Regions from separate parts of the Mus musculus genome. Here regions 2, 3 and 4 are each linked to region 1. Evidence: chromatin contacts called from public Hi-C, HiChIP or PLAC-seq and promoter capture Hi-C data. All regions are on one chromosome and are shown on one strand. Each heading gives the region's core, a stretch centred on a gene start, on an enhancer-like site or on the middle of the called end of the contact. The rest is flanking DNA. Distances are from core to core; before and after follow the strand shown. Region 1 holds the start of Oxr1 (oxidation resistance 1). Region 2 has its middle 27 kb from the start of Gm46502. Region 3 overlaps Gm33557 (a long non-coding RNA gene). Region 4 overlaps Oxr1 (oxidation resistance 1).

Region 1 (2,700 bases), core at 182-2,681:
AGATTTTGGGTTCAATTAGGTATTATTTCAGGCAACAGTTGTCTCCAGGCTTCAACGTCCTCTTCTGTCAAATAAAAGCAATGAATTCTTAACTGATGAATCTAATTTGGTGACTTCCAGAGAAAAAGCTAAAACTATAACTTGACCCAGGAAATATGTGAACATCTCATTCTTATAATTGAAATCTTTATTGATTTTTTCAGGGTAAAAAATAATGGGTTTCATTACGAAATGCATGTACATCACTATGCTTTTCTCAAATTCATTTCTTTTCCTTTTCAGTATAAATATTTCCTCCTCCCCTTTCCTCTTGGCTTTCGTTTTACAGACTGATGGACGTTTCACTTTCAAAGGAGAGAAGAGATAACACTAGTTGTCAGCAATTGAGGTGGGGTATCCTGGAGATTAATAGTGAGAACCCACTCACTACCAGGTTTTGAGAGGCCTTTGGGCTGATTTGCTGGTCGGATTGATGCAGTCTCATCTTGGCAAAGGGACCGACTTCCTTCAAGAAAGGGCCGAGGTCCAGTCTACCTAGTTGTACTTTGGCCCCTACCCCTACTCCTCTCTCATAATTTCCCAGGCAGAGTTGGAAAGGTGGGAGCGGTGGAAGTAGAAGGCAGCAGGCAGGGAAAGTAAATTACAGTTCAGGCAACAGGAACAGTGCCTCCAAGGTCAGGCTGAGTGTCAACTAATTATGTAAAATCCTGCGGAAATAGAAGTCGGGGAGAAGCCCAGCCTACTCTTGTATTTAAGGAGATCTTTCCAGAGCCCCTTTCAACCCACAGCCCCATACCTTCACCCTTTGGCCAGATCTTTGTATTTTGCCCGCCTTCCTTGATTTCTCGTTCCAATTCCACCAGAATAACCCTGAAAACTTTTTTCTTCCTCTTGGTAAGTCAGTAGCAGAGGAGCTTTCCCATAATTTCAGACCAGTATCTTCTCGATGTCTCTGTCTAAGGCCCTGAGGCTAGGGCTGCTGGGCAGCTCTGGGGACCGGGGACGGGAAGGGGTGCCATACCCCGCAGCCTGGAGTTGGGACTCTGCTCTGGCTACCCTGGCAGGTGTCTGTTCTTGGGGCACGGTTTCCCAGGGCAGGGGTCCAGGAGGACGCCAGCTCCCGGAGCCCGAGAGTTCGCTGCGGGGACGCGCGGAAAGGGGGTGCGCTGGCAGCCGGTAGCTTCCTTCCGCAGGAGCTATTTTTAGCAGGGCTTCGCCCCCCCTTTTCCCGGAGCCGCCGGCGTGGTCGCCTCCAGCTCGTGGCCGTCGCTCTGCAGCTCGGCGCCGCCTCCCCCGCCGCGGATGGCTCTTGGTAGCTTCCACGCGGGCAGGTCCGGAAACTGAGCAAGTCTGCAAGCGCTCCGCGGCCCCGGCGGCGGCGACGGCGGTGGGGGCAGAGCTGGGCTGCGTCAGGCTGAGCGCAGTCCGCGCGCGGCCGCGGGAGCGCAGTGCCAGCGCCGCCCGGCCCCACCGAGAGGGGCGCACTCGCCGCTACGGGGCTCGCACCGCTCGCCGCAGCCCCCTCCCGCCGACCCGCAAGTAAGTTTGTGCGGCTGCTGGGCGCCGCCGGGGCGAGGGCTAGGCGCTGGGGGAGCTGGGGATGGCGAGCGGGAAGAGCGCCTGGACACCCGGAGAGCGGGCAGCCTTCTGCCTCCGGAGTCCCGCGCTTCTCCCAACCGCTGGGCAGGTAGAGAGCTCCTGCTTACAAGGATGCTCTAGCAAAAGCTATAATGAGCAGACCCCGGAGGGTAGGACTGGCTCAGGGTTCAGGTGTGGGTCACTCTGGAAGGAAGAAGGACCGCGGATGAGGGAGCGGACCCGGCAGGCCAGGAGCCGGCTAGTGCCCGATGGGGAAGGGAAGGTTTGGAGAGCAGGGACCTGCCTGGGAACAGCCAAAAAGGGAAAGTGGTGTCCCTAGGACTGACAGAGGGTCAGAGAGCAAAATAGAAGGGCGGTGTGTCCTGAACCAGGATGACAGAAGGGGAGATAGATGGAAAGTGGGGCGTGTGAAAAGCGGATTTGTAGGAGAGTAAAGGACGCCAGTGGAAGGGTCAGTGGGCGCCTGATGGGCGGGTGAACTTGGTTAATTCGGGGAATCAGAACAAGCTTAGGTAGATATGATGGAAAGAGGCAGATTTAATTCAAGCCTCCGGAGGGAGTGTGTGAGGCAACACGTTGTGAGAACCAGCGGGTTTAGAAAGTGGCCTGGAAGGGAGGGCTGGAAAGGTGATGAGGGATATGGGGGAATGTGAGCAGGGAGTGGGGTAGATTCATGCCTAGGATAGGGAGGAAGGGGAGTTGCAAACCTGTGCATAGGGTTGGAGGCTTCCGTGAGTCAAGTCCCATGGTAGAGGTTTAGAGGTACTTCTCTGAGGTTCCTCTTCCATCTCCTATCTGGTTTGGAGGCTCCTAGGATCCTGGACAGAGATGAAGCAGGGAGGAAGGTAGTCACTTAAGGGGAGCCACCAGTGCTTTCGCTTACCGGATTGTGTATCCGGGTTCCTTTTAAGCAATGTGGGGCTGGGTTTGTGCGTTACACAGAGGGGGAGTGGTGTGTGTTCTAGGCCAAGGGGATCCCTAGTCTCCTATGGGGAGGGGGAATTTGTGTTTTGGGCTGGTTAGTAAGGTAGAAGTCTGCAGCGTGCAACACGCAGCAGGGGGTGTACATGCATGCGCTTTGCAGGTGCGTGGTGCAGGCCA
Region 2 (2,700 bases), core at 199-2,698, 250 kb before region 1:
TGAACCAGCTGGGCAAAGATGCCGTGCTTTCTAGAGGGTGTAAGAGATCCCCTGCCAGAACCCAGATTCCATCCAGACGATCACAGTTCTCTTTTGTCAACGGATAAGTCTAGCACTATGGAATTATTACTGGTTCACTGAAATCGTTATGAAACAGTTCTCATCTGTAATATAAAGTGTTTATAACAGAAATGCAGGCGTGACACAGCCACTGTGTTAGACTCATGTGTAGCCGCATTAAATGTCATGAGAGAAGAAGGTGTTAAATAAAAAGAACCTAACTATATAAATTCTAGGGATGCTGAGGATGTTCTGTCAATTAGAGTTCTCAGAAAATATAACCTGAGGAGTAATAATATTGAACTAGGGGTGCTAATAGATGATGTAATAGACGATGTCTAGTTATACACTTTGTATAAATCAATTAGTATACATAAAATAATTAATTGTACATAAAATGATTAATTGTGCATCATATTTGCACAAAGGTACAATATTCAACTCTATGACTTTTTATCTCTTAGACTCATGATTGCTATATTTAGGTGAAGAAATTCAACTCATGTAACTTGTAATCTTAGCTCTTGTGCCCTCACGGGCTCTGATCCGATCTGTGCTCTCTTCAGGAGTACATAATTTCCTGTTAAGCAGGGCCCATTATTTTAACACTCCTACTTGAACCAAACTCTGCTTCTTGTGCATGAAAAATAGTCTGCTAGTTGAACAGGTGGGAATATTTTATTTAACAAAAGCACATTCTCAATTATCATTTAAAAATACATAGATGTTATCCACTATGAATTTTTGGATGTAGTAGTGCAGTTGTAAACTTAAACTAATTTCATAAATTCAAGGTTAAGAGGATATTTTTTAAAAAAATTCCACTATGAAACAAAATTTACATTTCAGATCTCAAAACAGAAGAAGGAAACCTTTGAGTATCATTGACATTTAAATCCAACAGTTTTCATATTTTTCCTGTTAATAACTCAACTAGGAGATATATTTATCTTTTGTATTCTAAATTAGTTTCTTTAATTATATTGTAAAAGGACTGGAGATGTCTATGTGGATGTATTTTAGTATTGTAGCACATGAAATATAGGTTATGTTGCTAGTGATCTTATCTGGTGCTTAGTTAGATTTCTATTTCCATAGTAAAACACCATGGCCAAAAGCAACTTAGAGAGTAAAGGATGTATTTCTCCTTCCACTTCCATATCACCAGTATCACCACCCGTCCTTAAAGAAAAATCAGAGCAGGAACTCGAGGCAGGAACTGAAGCAGAGGCTGTCAGTGAACACTGCTTCCTGGCTTGCTTCTCCTGGCTTCCTAGTCCCACATCAGTTGTTAACCACAACCGTGTCTTGCAGGCTTGTCTCCAGGCCAATATAATGGAAGGACTTTTTCGGTTGAGGTTCTGCCATCAGATGACTCTAGATGGTGCCACGTTGACAAACAGCTAACCGGCATATCCAGCTCCTCTAAGGAGCTGCCAGTAAGCATGCTGTAAGTCCTACGTACATGAAGCTAAATTGCTTTGACTGCAAGTAAATTAAGTTTAAAAATAGAAATCATTTCAGCTAGCTTCAGTTACAGAAAATGTTGCTCCTTAGTTATATAAAAACAAGATTCAGATTGAGCTACCTTAATATGTCCATTATGACGCTATGCTATTAAAAATTACCTAATCTCATAAGTGAAATTCTCAAATAGGTAAGTATAACAGATTTCTCATGTAATCATACAAAAATAGTTTTTCTGTTCTCCTGGATCTTGACTACATTATAATAGTTACACACACACACACACACACACACACACACAGAATTATTATAGTGCAATAGTATGCAGTTAATTCATCAGTCAAATTCTACAAATTTATTCTTGGAACCTCTCTTGATTAAAATGAAGTCGCAGTGTTATTGTTATTATACCCTCCTAAAGTTCATATTGGTTGGTCAAATTTTTAGTCTTGATTTCTATTCATCTTTTTAATTACTTAATGTAATCTACCTTAAATGTGGAGTGCAGAGAAATCTGACTAATTGCCTGGCTGGATTTCACTTCAATTCCTCCTTACTAAGTGTGGGCTATACACCTCAGCCAAGAGTAAGGGTACATTATTGATCGACAGTGTTTAGTGTATTGCTCATGCTCTAATGAAGGAGACTAAAATGTAAAAATATAGCTGTAGTGACTTACAGTGAATGTTGTAGTAGATGTGTATATAGGGACAGAGAGTGCATGTTTGTAGTGAAGCAGACAACACTAAAGTGGACTAGAGTTTGCAAGAATGAGGTAATCTGGTTGGAGTTTCAAATGTAGCAAAGCTGGGTTGAATCATTCCGCCAAGTCCAGAGAAAGGGGACAAAAGACTGAATATGAGAGATGTGTACGTGTGGTAATAATGGCAGGGCTTTTATGTTGCTGAAACATCATTTGTATGGCCCTTAAATGTTGTCTCGGTCTGTAAGACTGGGTAATGATTAAGCTTTGATACCAGACAAATTATACTCGCTGACTGACATTAGTTATCTGGCATAGAGCAAACATATTTATGTCTCACTCACTTCATCCCTAAATAAGATTAATAATTGTTAAATTCTTAGGTAACTGATATTTTAAAACCCAGAGATACAGATATAGGTAATATCTTAGATATGTCATGGTACTATACAAGATTATCTTAGACACCA
Region 3 (2,715 bases), core at 134-2,633, 160 kb before region 1:
GTATAATGACTAAATGTCACAAAAAGTCTAATTGCTTAACATTAGATGATATAAGTCAAACACGTCAGATAAGCTGCCTGGGAGGCCGGAAGAGGAGTCATCTGCATGATGAGGAAGCATAGGAACTTTTAAAGCTTTCTCAGTACTGTTTGGAAAGGCTAAAGATGGGATGAATAACTGGTTCTTCTCAAAGCAAAGCCCAGATGCCAGTAAAAGCAAGACAGAACAGCATGTGGCCTGTCACAGAGCTAGGCAGGATTCTGGACCATGCAGAGATCCTCAGCACAGGAAATAAATGTGGACTGTATTTAAATTAAAATGTAAATCGATCTGTTTTTTGAGCTCAGTCCCACTGCTGTGGAGAAAATGGATTAGAGAATATCCAATGGGGCAAAATGCTTATGGTTTCTGTTAAATAACAAAACTATGTCATCCACTGAACTACCATCTATCAGATAATGAATATCACTGTATCTCTTCTGTTTAGGTGGTCTTCCTAAACTATGTAGCTGGCCAATAGACGACAGTCAAGTTTAAAAAAGACTTGCCAGAATTTTTTGGACCAGCCAGCAGGTGAAAAATGACACACAGAGACTTACTAATTTTATGATAGCTTATGCCTTAGCTTAGGCTGCCTCCCAGCTAGGTTCTCTAACTTAATTAACACCACTATTCTAGTCCCCATCCCACTACATGGTCCGGTACCTCTCTCACTCCAGGTACATCTGACCTCTTGTCCTGCTGACAAATTTTCTCCTGCCTCATTCTTCTCTCAGAGATCCTCTCTCAGACCAGAAGTCCCACTTTCCCTTTCCTGCCCAGCTATTGGCTGTTTATATCTCTATTAAACCAATCAGAGGCTGAGGGATGAAGAATGTTTACAGGATATGGTGCAGGTGCAGAGTCATAAGTAAACAATAGCAAAGTCTGCCAGTACTCAGCCCAGAATTAACAATTTAGTACTTAGCTAGCAAATTAATAATTGGATAATACAAAGACAACCCTCACACAGTACACCCCATCCCATGACTCCCAGAGAACCTGCCATTTGTGTATGCACCAGTGGCTGTATAAGAGGACTCTGTTCAATGTCACAAACTTCCTTTCCTTTTAAATTCCATGGGATGGATTTCTGCTCAGTTTTCTATGTCTAGGGCATTCCTGAGATGGAAAGCATAAGGAAGGGCCTAGTGGCCTAGGATTCTACTTTGCTTGGGCTCTGCACGCACCACTCTCTAACAATGCACCTAGCAATCTTAGACTCCCACTTCCATGATGCTGTACGTATACCAACTTCAAACAGTGGCATGGATTCCTTCCCCTGGCGAACCAACAGTTACCCTTTTCCCATTCACACCCATACCCTTTTCCTGTTCACACCCATCTGGAAACACATTCCAGGACGATGAGTCAGTCCAGCCTGGGCTGATTTGGTGAGTATGAGCAGCAAGACAACTTTTGTCATCTGTTTGAACTTTTTGACTTTTGGGGAACTATATTTACTATCTTATGCATAATCAGATATACATATAATTAACATCAGAAGCGTTTTTAGGAAAGGACATGGGCAGTACAGATAAACTTAAATAATGCAAGCTTATCAATCTAAACAGACAGTCACCCTCTCTATGTCTCCTTCCAACCAAACCTCCCATTCTCCTGAACTCCATGAAAGGAAATTTCAAGCAATAACTAGACCTCAGGATTCCTTTCACACTCAGTACTTCTCTGCTCACCTGCAAGTTATTTCTGACCCATTCTATCATTTTGCTTTTAAGTAAAGATTCCTTAGTGCCTTATAATCTGTGTGCCACTTCTCTAAGAGCCTGGGAGTAACTGGTTTAGACAGCAACCACCACTCTCAGTTACATCAATGGTGTGGGTTTTCAGTTACCTTGTTTTTTGGTCTTTTTGTTATTTTTGTCTTTTTTATTTTTCAGAGCTGAGGACTGAACCCAAGGCCTTGTGCTTGCTGGGCAAGTGCTCTACCACTGAGCTAAATCCCCAACCCCGAGGCCTGGGTTTTCTAAACCTCAAAGCCCACCACTAATGACATACCTCCTCAACAAGGTCACACTGCCTCCAATATGGCCACACCTCCTGATCCATCTCAAAAAGCCCCCCCCACCACCACCACCAATTAGGGACCAAGCATTTCAATATGTGAGTCTAGAAGGGCCATTCTCACTCAAACTACCACACAACTATTTGCCTCTTTAAAGACTAAGATTAAAAAGAAACAGTTTTTTCTTTATATTTAAAAAAAGCAGTTAATGTCTTCCTATACTCATGACTTTGGCTTAATTTGACAGCAAATACTTTTCTCAGCTTCTTGGGGAATGGTTGAGAGGAAGTTAATTATGTTTCTATGGTGGTGGACCTTTGGGAGGAAAGAAAAACCTTATATCTGTCTCCCTCATTCTGTAATATCCTTTCTAACTAATGATACAAATTGACCTAAATCAACCAAATTAGCAGAAAACATGTAGGAGGTTAGAGTATATGCCCTTGTGTGATTGCTACTGCAAAATTATGAAACACATCCAATTTTAAACCAAACTTGAAGTGAGGTGAGTAGATGTTAAGTAATTCCGTATACCCTCTCAAAATGTTTCAGTGACAAATTCCATCTTAAACAGTTAGATGATTATAAACCCTGAAATTAAATTTCAGGATGAATAATTAAGCACAGTTCTTCAGAGTCTCCAGAAGAAA
Region 4 (2,700 bases), core at 83-2,582, 230 kb after region 1:
TTGCTTCCTGCCTCAATGGTTGATGTTCCCGAATAAAAAACACAGTCTTTACATTTTAATATACCTTAAGCAGCACAACAGCTGGTTGATTACCTAGGCTCTATGCTGCTAGAATCTTGCTCCTGCCGATAATTTTGAGTTAATACTCACTAGTTTCTATGTTCCATCTTGGTCGCTCTGGACCCCTCTGGGCCATGCTTTCTCGGCTCAGAGCCCAGGGTGCCCACCTTGCTTCTCTACCCCATGGTAGCCGCTGAGTCTCTCCTCTTTCTACAATCTCCCAAAGCATGGTGGATCTCCTTCTTCCTCTCCTCCTGATCCTAAGTCCAGGAAATCCTAAACTCCAGCCTCTGTCTGTCCTCCCCAGCTATTGGCTGCTGCTATCTTTATTTACCGATCAGAATCAACTTGGGTCGGGTTCCCAGAAGCTACTTGTAGTGCGGACCCTCTAGTGCAAACTGGTCTGGGAGACCGCATTAATATTAAACTACAAATAGCCACATACCCAAGAAAAGGAAAGGATTCTGTAGAGATTATATGTTTAAAGCATAATGAACAGCTACTGTCATTTTTAGACCATGGAACTAGCTTTTAATGGCAGTAAGTGACTGCCTCCCGGTGGGTGTTTAATGGTGAGTTGATTCTACCTTGACCATGACTCCCTTAAGAAAGCAAAATGTAACTTTAAGAATTTAAGCAAGAAGAAACTTCAGACAAGTAGTTATATGCCTGCAGAGCTATAAAAGGGCTGGTGATGGAGGGTAGGGAAAACTGATGCTGCTTTTCAAAGACCAGGAAGTGCCAGAATAAGTAGGAGCTCCTGGCAGGGGTTCTAGGCCTCCATGGCACTGATGAGGAAAATTGGTACCGATTTCAGGGAGCCCTGCAAAGGTCTGATCTCTGCGCCCGTTAGGCCTTTATCATTAAAGGAGGAAAGCAGTGGTTTCCCGTGGTCTGCTTTCAAAGGCCTTTCGAGTACCTTTCCATGGTGGAATCTAAAGGCAAGCTTTACTTACAGGAGAATTTAGAAAAAATATGGAGTTGGTGCCTCTAAAACCTCTAGGTCATTTTGTATACATTCAGTGAAGCCTGCACTGTGCCATGCTTGAGAGAGCACGCTGGATAGTTGTATGTGTTATTGTAGATAATCTCATTGGCACTGGCTTAAGCAATGTTGACAGAATTAACATTCTAAATATTTGCACGTTCATTCTTATCCTGCTTCGTAACTGGGGCAAAGAAGAAAATCTTCTTCTGAATGATTCACAGGATGATAGTCTTAACAAAACACGAATCCAAGGAGAAAGAGATCTGCGCAGCACACAAATGGAAAGCAAGTTCCCTAGCAACCGCGCATGCGTGTGCCCAGCCTTCCGCAGTCCTTTGCCTTTATGAGCATTCTGTTAACAAGCATCATCCTGGTAAAGGGGGGAAGCAGGCAAGAATGTTTCAAGATTTTCCATTAGTGTAAGTTTTAGAACATCAAAGAATAACACTAGTTATTCAAATGTTCCTTTAGGTGTATCTGAATTGTTCCTATTGGAATCAATTAAACTTGTGGACCTACTACCAGTGAGAAGTCACTGAGCAAAAGAGACGCTGTTTACCTTAGGATGTCGGATTACATTTGATTGACATACAGCCCTGCAAATGTGTTTTTCTTCATGTCTCTATATAAATATAAAGAAAAGAAGTGTAACTTTAAAATTTACCACAGGAGCAAGTCTGTCTAAGGACTTTTAGTTAACAACCCACTTTGTTTAGTGCACGATATCCAAACTGATATTAATCCAACCATTTCTATATAAAATTATGAATGAAATATTTTCTTTAAAAAATGCAGTAGACCTGTTTTTATTGGACACTTCCATAGAGATAATAATTTCTTTTTAAAATTATTTTATTGAATTTATTTATTTATTTATTTATTTATTTAGTGTGCATGTGTGTGTGTGTGTGTGTGTGTGTGTGTATCTGTACATACATGCATGTGTGCCTTGAAGCATGTGTTGGGGTCAGATGGTGACTTACAGGAGTCAGTTCTTGCCCACCATGCGAGTTTCAGGGACCAAACTCAGGTCATGCTTAGCAGCAAGTGTCTATTCCCACTGAGCAGTTCACTAGCCTGGAAGAGCCTTCCTTCTAAATTTCAATACCATAGCCACATAGCAGTAGCTCTTAACCTGTGGTTTATAACCTCTTTGGGGTTGAACAATTCCTTCACAGGGAGTCACCTAAGAACATCAGGAACCACAGATATTTATATCACAGTTAATAACAGTAGCAAAATTACAGATATGGAACAGCCACAAAAAATAATTTTATGTTTGGGGTTCACCACAACATAAGAAACTATATTAAAGGGCCACAGAATTAGAAAGATTGATGACCAATACCCTATAGCATACTGAATTTGTACTAATCTCTTGATGGACAATTTGACTGCTTCTTCCTTCAGGCTATTTAAAGAATGCTGTTATCAGTATAATACAGTTAAGAAAATAACTGTGTCACCTTTCAGTTTTCTTGGTGATGCCTTAAGGTTTTGAAGAGCCACCATACTTCTCACTGTACCACTGTATAGACTACTGTATATATACATTGTATATACCAGTAGTGATACGCCAGAATTCCAAATTTGCATGCCCTTGCCAACACTTCTTTCTATATGTTCCTGTTTCAGTATTAGGGCTCTTATGT

Evidence for each region. Promoter capture Hi-C pulls out the DNA fragments that hold promoters and counts their contacts. Hi-C and Micro-C count contacts between places; a contact is called where the count stands out from the background. HiChIP or PLAC-seq counts read pairs in DNA pulled down with a chosen protein or histone mark.
Region 2: an H3K27ac HiChIP or PLAC-seq map of SST interneurons shows a contact between it and region 1, with 4 times the contacts expected there. The contact joins the enhancer-like site here to the promoter of Oxr1 in region 1. A contact is called at or near these places in 7 of 39 promoter capture datasets (the 3T3-L1 cell line, 3T3-L1-derived adipocytes, Sertoli cells and 2 more), 9 of 484 Hi-C or Micro-C datasets (the AML12 cell line, the N1E-115 cell line, cerebral cortex and 3 more) and 3 of 115 datasets of contacts at active chromatin or transcription factors (SST interneurons and embryonic stem cells).
Region 3: a Hi-C map of the N1E-115 cell line shows a contact between it and region 1, with 2.9 times the contacts expected there. The contact joins the enhancer-like site here to the promoter of Oxr1 in region 1. A contact is called at or near these places in 1 of 39 promoter capture datasets (macrophages), 1 of 484 Hi-C or Micro-C datasets (the N1E-115 cell line) and 1 of 115 datasets of contacts at active chromatin or transcription factors (pancreatic cancer cells).
Region 4: a promoter capture Hi-C map of hippocampal neurons shows a contact between it and region 1, with 2.6 times the contacts expected there. The contact joins the enhancer-like site here to the promoter of Oxr1 in region 1. A contact is called at or near these places in 8 of 39 promoter capture datasets (3T3-L1-derived adipocytes, the HPC-7 cell line, cranial neural crest and 4 more), 6 of 484 Hi-C or Micro-C datasets (cortical neurons, embryonic fibroblasts, embryonic stem cells and 2 more), 14 of 115 datasets of contacts at active chromatin or transcription factors (SST interneurons, bone marrow-derived dendritic cells, bone marrow-derived macrophages and 5 more) and 5 of 9 other capture datasets (adipose tissue, embryonic stem cells, liver and 2 more).

Annotation. Positions count from the first base shown.
Region 1 is chr15:41,446,051-41,448,750 of GRCm38.p6, forward strand. It overlaps Oxr1 (oxidation resistance 1), which reads left to right and starts at 1,432. Exons shown (of 17, transcript NM_001130166.1): 1 at 1,432-1,539.
Region 2 is chr15:41,199,608-41,202,307 of GRCm38.p6, forward strand. No RefSeq gene overlaps it. Among named protein-coding and RNA genes, the nearest start is that of Gm46502, 27 kb to the left of the region's middle. Within about 2 kb of position 1,449, at least 2 of the 459 cell types and tissues checked have an H3K27ac peak or open chromatin away from gene starts, as enhancers often do. A contact at or near this core is called in SST interneurons, where this site is marked.
Region 3 is chr15:41,285,633-41,288,347 of GRCm38.p6, forward strand. All of the region lies in intron 3 of Gm33557 (a long non-coding RNA gene), which reads right to left. Among named protein-coding and RNA genes, the nearest start is that of Gm33557, 13 kb to the right of the region's middle. Within about 2 kb of position 1,384, at least 22 of the 459 cell types and tissues checked have an H3K27ac peak or open chromatin away from gene starts, as enhancers often do. A contact at or near this core is called in the N1E-115 cell line and pancreatic cancer cells, where this site is marked.
Region 4 is chr15:41,676,404-41,679,103 of GRCm38.p6, forward strand. The region is part of intron 3 of Oxr1 (oxidation resistance 1); the gene reads left to right. Among named protein-coding and RNA genes, the nearest start is that of Abra, 190 kb to the right of the region's middle. Within about 2 kb of position 1,333, at least 16 of the 459 cell types and tissues checked have an H3K27ac peak or open chromatin away from gene starts, as enhancers often do. A contact at or near this core is called in SST interneurons, cortical neurons and hippocampal neurons, where this site is marked.